2 separate regions of the Mus musculus genome follow, and region 1 is linked to region 2. A link is a contact called in public Hi-C data. All regions are on one chromosome and are shown on one strand. The core of a region is the stretch at or near the end of the contact, and the rest is flanking DNA. Distances in the headings are between cores, read along the strand shown.

Region 1 (2,700 bases), core at 184-2,683, 67 kb after region 2:
TACGAACATTGGTCTTTAAGTCTCTGGGTGGACATGTTTTTGTTTTATTTTGTATTTATCAATATTTTAAATTCCATAAGACAGTAATACTGTATTTTTTTTTATCTATTAAACAAAACTGAGTTCCAGGTCTGTAAGAGCCACAGGATGAGATGCTGTCTCTAAAACAAAACAAGACAAGACGTGTGGTCTGCAGCCTGCACCTTGAAGGCAGCTCTGTTCCGCCTACACTAACTAAGTCTCTGAACTTGGATGGATAGAGTGCCCTTCTAGCATGCACTCCATAGTTTTCAGAGTAAAGGAATGACTGTGCTATGAGGCAGGAAGGGAAAGGCTTCTAGTCACTTACTATTAGAGTTAGAGAAATTGATCAATTCTGACAGCTTTACTAACTCACTGACTTGCTTTCCAAAAAAAAAATTAAGGATATTTCCAGGTCAGCGGAGTAAGCATCCCAAGATTAGTGGCCAATGGTTAGTTTATCCTCTCAAGTGACCATGAATAATGGGGATTACATTGCTTTGACATTTTTGCATTATCCACTCTCAGTTGCCACCATACATCCAAAGCCATCATGATGAATTAAGAGGAAAAGGACAGCTTAATTTGATTAAGGATAACTTTTTACCATTTTATTTTTTGCAAAATTAGTCTGTGTTTTAAATGCCTCAGCATTTGTTTCCCAATCAAAGATGTAAAAAAAATTTTAATTCTACCACATAACAAATTAATTATGATAGCATTCTCATAAGGAGTGCCTAACCTCGCTCATCTTAACCCCTGAACTTTGCTATCTCCTTGTGAAAAAAAAGTCCACAGCCCTTCTGTTTCTCAAACTCTTCAGAAGAAAAATATCTCAACTGTCTTTCCCCATTCCCCAGTTTCCATAAGCATCTGCCTTTATACCTGCTAATCAGAAAACCACATCTTAGTTCCTCCCAACACACATAGCAGCTGAGGAAAATAAAAACGCTGGCATGGGCCACTATTTGCCTTCAGGCAGACTTTGTAACTGATAGAAAATGATGCTAAAAGATGAAACAGTTACTGAAGGGAAAGGGGCGTCATCGCTTACAAAATGGAGCCGGGGCAAATTGGGGAGATGGTTTTGTGTGTAATGCCAAACCTGGCGACCTGAGTTTGGTTCCTGGAATCCCCATGGTGGAAGGAAAGAAGCAATCTCGACAAGATGTCCTCTGACCTCCACATGCACAAGGTGGCATGTGCACACCTACACATATACACAAAAAGGATAAATTTAATTAAAAAAAAAAAAAAGTAAATCCTATGGTTGCACAACTTGCATTTCCCTCCCATCCACCCCCTGCTCTGACTGGTTCTTCCTCCAGGGTCACTGCACTTCTAGCACCTTCGGTTCAGCCTCAGTCACAAGAGAACAACCTAGGACCTGCGTCCAAGAGATTACAACACAGCACAAGTCAACACTCGTCGTCATCCAATGACAGGCGCCAGGCTGGCGTGCTCAGTAGCAGAAGTGGTGGACGTATCTTCGAACATCTCCAAGGGCTGAGTCTATATCTGTTCCCCTCCCTGCTCACTGTCTGACAGGAAACTAAGTAAAAAGTTACTTGTATGTAGCCAAGTAACCAGTTATTATCTCAACCGGAACTGCTCCACTCTCAGCCAATGAGTGCCACAAGGGTATGTCTTCTGCTGGTCAGATTTCAGTGTCTGCATGTGCAGAAACGAATTGTGTTGGGTTTTTTTTTGTTTGTTTGTTTGTTTGTTTGGGGAGGGTGTTTGATTTTTTTTTTTGTTTTTGTTTTGGTTTTGGTTTTGTTTTCTTAAGACAGGAGCACTCCTGTGTCTGTCTAGAACAGAATTCCTGACTCCTGTTGTGCTATGCTCTGTGGAAGATACACACTCTTCCCAAAGCTCTCTGCTGGCCTCAGCTTTACTCTCCAGTGTGAAAGGTGCATTCCCAGCCATCTTGGGTTTCTGTTGTAGTTTTGAGACACTACAAATTTATGATGCCCTTGCTCACAATTCTCCCGTCTCAGCCTCAGGGATTTAGGAAAACAGGCTTAAGCAACCATGCCCAGCCTCATTTATCTATGGCACCACCTCCTTATATCCATCTCTCTGCTCTTTAACAGTGTTCTATATGACAAAAACTCACCAGGGTTGGTGGCACAAAAAAGAGAGGCAGAGACAGGCAGATCTCTGGGAGTTCAAGTCCAGCCTGGTCTACGAAACAAGTTCTAGGACAGCTAGGGCTGTTAACGCAGAGAAACTCTGTCCCAAAAAACAAACAAAACAAAACAAAACAAGTCGAGCCAGCCTTTCCCTGGTAACTGCTCCCCTCAGCCCCCGGTACCCTTGGTCCTGCTAATGGCTGACATAATCTAGGAATCCCAGTATAGAATAAAACTATGGTACTCTGTTCAAAAATTACTCAGACACATTTCTCTTTTAAAAAAAAATGTTTTTGAAACAGGGTCTCACTATATAGATCAGGCTGCCCTTAACCTCACAGCAATCAAATAGTTTCTACTTCCCAAGTACTGGGATTATAGATATCCACTACCATGGCTGACTAAATGTTTTAAAGACATATACATAACGGGCTAGAGAGATGGTTCAGTGGCTAACAGCAACTATTGCAGAAGACCTGAGTTCAGTCCCCAGCAGCCATGCTGGGTGGCGTCCAGCTGCCTATAACTTTAGCTCTAAGAGCAT
Region 2 (2,700 bases), core at 191-2,690:
AAAACAATCTGTAGTGGTCAGATCTCTCAGACTGCCAAACCTAAGCCCCATGGCTGAGCTATGATTTAGGATCTCGGTTTGTCTACAATATGGAGAGAGCAACAGTAGCTATTTCAAGGGTGATTATAAGAATCAAGTAAAACATATGCATAGAGAAGTTAAAAATTAGGACAGTCTGACACACCTGCAAAGCACATGCAAAACCCTAGCCTTAGCCAACACTAACACCACCTTGGAGGAGTGGCTAGCATACAGTTAATGAACAGATATTTATTTTGACCATCCTTTTACACGGGATCTTTTGGATACTGGCTGTGCAGTAGAAGATGGGGGAGGGAAATAAAGAGTCTTTCTCTTCTCCTAAAGGTTAGTAAAATGGTGTCTATGGTGACCTCTGAGCCACAGATAGCCAGGAAGCATATTTTGTTTGACTTTTCCATATTGACCCTAGCATTCATTGTCCCTTATAAGCTAAGCATCCACTGGAGTTCTAGGAGACTGCAAGCAAATTTCCCACCAAGCTCAACAGCCCAAGTAACAATGTGGCAATGGGGAAGTGGTATATCTCATTTCTCTTCATTAAAAAACGGTCACTGGGGCTGGAGAGACGGCTCAGCAGTTAATAGCACTGACTGCTCTTTCAGAGGACCTGGGTTACAAGGCAGCTCACAGCTGTGCCTAACTCTGGTTCCAGGGGATTGATACCCCTTCTGACCCCTGTAGGCATGCACACAGCACATGGAGATACATGCAGGCAAAACACACACACACACACACACACACACACACACACACACGTAGCAATAAATAATTAAAAATTTTAATTAAAAATAAAAAATGGTAATTTTTAAACGTCTCTGTTTTCACACTGCTTCAGAATAATCTTCCTATATAGGGCGTTAATCTCACTAATTCTGTCTTCAAAAGTTGCTTGTTACAGCCTACATCCTATATTCCAACTGCTGGTCAAAGCTCTCCATAATCTGTCACTGATTTACCTTTGCATGTTCATTAACTCCTGATCCTTGGCTCAAATGTCTACTGAGCCTGTGACAAATGAAGCAGACATATGTAGAGAAAGGCACACTTCCAGGGACCGTTACTACCCACACTGTTGATTCTTCCTCCCAGACTTCTTTTATTAAAACAAATAAACAAACAAACAAAAAAAAAACCCTTAAAATTTAGAAGAAATATAAAGTGTGGGTCATGTATAGAAATGTTAGCACCTAACTTTAATTTAGGACGTTTTGAGACCCAGTGCTACATAAACAGAACAGTGCTTGGCTGAAATCTGCATTGGGGCAGCTCTGATCTCAGCCTCAACCCCAGCCACCTCCAGAGGGAGGGGCTGTCAGGTCTCTCCCTCCACCGTGCCCTCAGGCTTCGTAGCTCCTCCAGTTTCCAAAGTGTTTCTACACAGTCTTGCTAAAGTCTCTGGGCACTCTTCCATGTTAGACTAGGATTACCTATGGCCTCTTTCAGAGACACCTCAAGGTCAGCACAGCTCATACTGAGTTCACCCAGCCCTTATAAGTTGCTCTCTTGCATTTTGGTTAACAGTATTATCATCTCACGGACAGCAGTAAAAACCCAATAAAAAAGAAATCTTAGGTTACTCCACTCTCTCTTGAGATCAGAGTGCCGCCAAATGGTAATGGTCTCCTGGCTGAGTGACTCACACACACACACTTCCTTTGGTCTGTTCCCTGTGTTCAGGTTCTTGTCCCTCCCTCCCTGCACACTCTAGCAACCTTCTAACATGCTTCTTGCTTGAGCCCCATTCCTTGATCTCCAAACACACCATTGAAAGCCTGTAGGCTTACTCCCCCCTTGGGTTTACAGCCTGTAGACTATAGTGCAGACTCCTCATTTGACGATGACCCCTACTTTGCTACTGTAGCCTTGCCTCCCACTGCCCCTTTAGATAGACCGCCCTTTCACGGTGAGGAGCACTAAAATCGGGCAAGCCTAAGCTGAGATATGCTGAATACATGCATGCCCAGAACCACAAGTCACCGGCGAGGGGGACACATACAAAATTGCCTAATATTGAGTGCCTGTTCAGACAACATTTCAGTTAAGTAAAATATTAAAAACATCTCATTTTACTACCTTTTTACTTTTTCTTTACTGTAGCTAACTTAAAACCTTTTCTAATTTAAATTACACAGTGCCTTGAATTGCATGATTGAAGAATTCCCTTGTCGTTGCAAGCACGTGACAAGCACTGCTGAAGGGACCAGGAACTCGCAGAGCTAAACAAGGGTCCCGTTCTGGAGGAAAACAGCCCAGTGCAGACAGATGGCTACAACGGCTGCATGTTCCCGAGGTTTCGGAAGGAAAAATTACAAAGCAGCCAGCGGATCTCCACCTTCCCCACCCCACGCTGAGGAGAGGAGCGAAGCTAGAGCCTCAGGATGCTAAGCGGGTGTTTACCTGGCTACACGGCCAGCCTGCCCTTATTACAGCTTTCATAGATGCTGGTTTATACTCAGAGATGAGGAATAGGAACCTAATACATTTCTATTACTCTTTGAGGTTTTTACCTTTCCCCCCAATCTATTTATAAGAAATAAGGTAAGATATTTAAGATTTGAAAGAGGCTAGGTAATGTGAGTGTGAATATTAGGAGTATACAAAATACACCAATGATCACTCACATGATCAGTTATGAAACCCACTATTTTGTACAATGAA

Evidence for each region. A called contact is a pair of places that touch in the nucleus more often than the background predicts.
Region 1: a contact with region 2 is called in a Hi-C map of liver, with 4 times the contacts expected there. The contact joins two enhancer-like sites. A contact is called at or near these places in 1 of 39 promoter capture datasets (hippocampal neurons), 5 of 15 datasets of contacts at CTCF or cohesin (CD8 T cells, the G1E-ER4 cell line, the NIH/3T3 cell line and 1 more), 77 of 484 Hi-C or Micro-C datasets (the 3T3-L1 cell line, the AML12 cell line, B cells and 49 more), 12 of 115 datasets of contacts at active chromatin or transcription factors (the HPC-7 cell line, acute myeloid leukemia, a beta-TC-6 cell line and 9 more) and 3 of 9 other capture datasets (adipose tissue, liver and pancreatic islet).

The regions. Positions count from the first base shown.
Region 1 is chr10:40,123,893-40,126,592 of GRCm38.p6, forward strand. The region is part of intron 1 of Slc16a10 (solute carrier family 16 (monocarboxylic acid transporters), member 10); the gene reads right to left. Among named protein-coding and RNA genes, the nearest start is that of Gm25613, 16 kb to the left of the region's middle. Within about 2 kb of position 1,434, at least 61 of the 459 cell types and tissues checked have an H3K27ac peak or open chromatin away from gene starts, as enhancers often do. A contact at or near this core is called in granulocyte-monocyte progenitors, hepatocytes and liver, where this site is marked.
Region 2 is chr10:40,057,236-40,059,935 of GRCm38.p6, forward strand. All of the region lies in intron 3 of Slc16a10 (solute carrier family 16 (monocarboxylic acid transporters), member 10), which reads right to left. Among named protein-coding and RNA genes, the nearest start is that of Mfsd4b1, 33 kb to the left of the region's middle. Within about 2 kb of position 1,441, at least 14 of the 459 cell types and tissues checked have an H3K27ac peak or open chromatin away from gene starts, as enhancers often do. A contact at or near this core is called in granulocyte-monocyte progenitors, hepatocytes and liver, where this site is marked.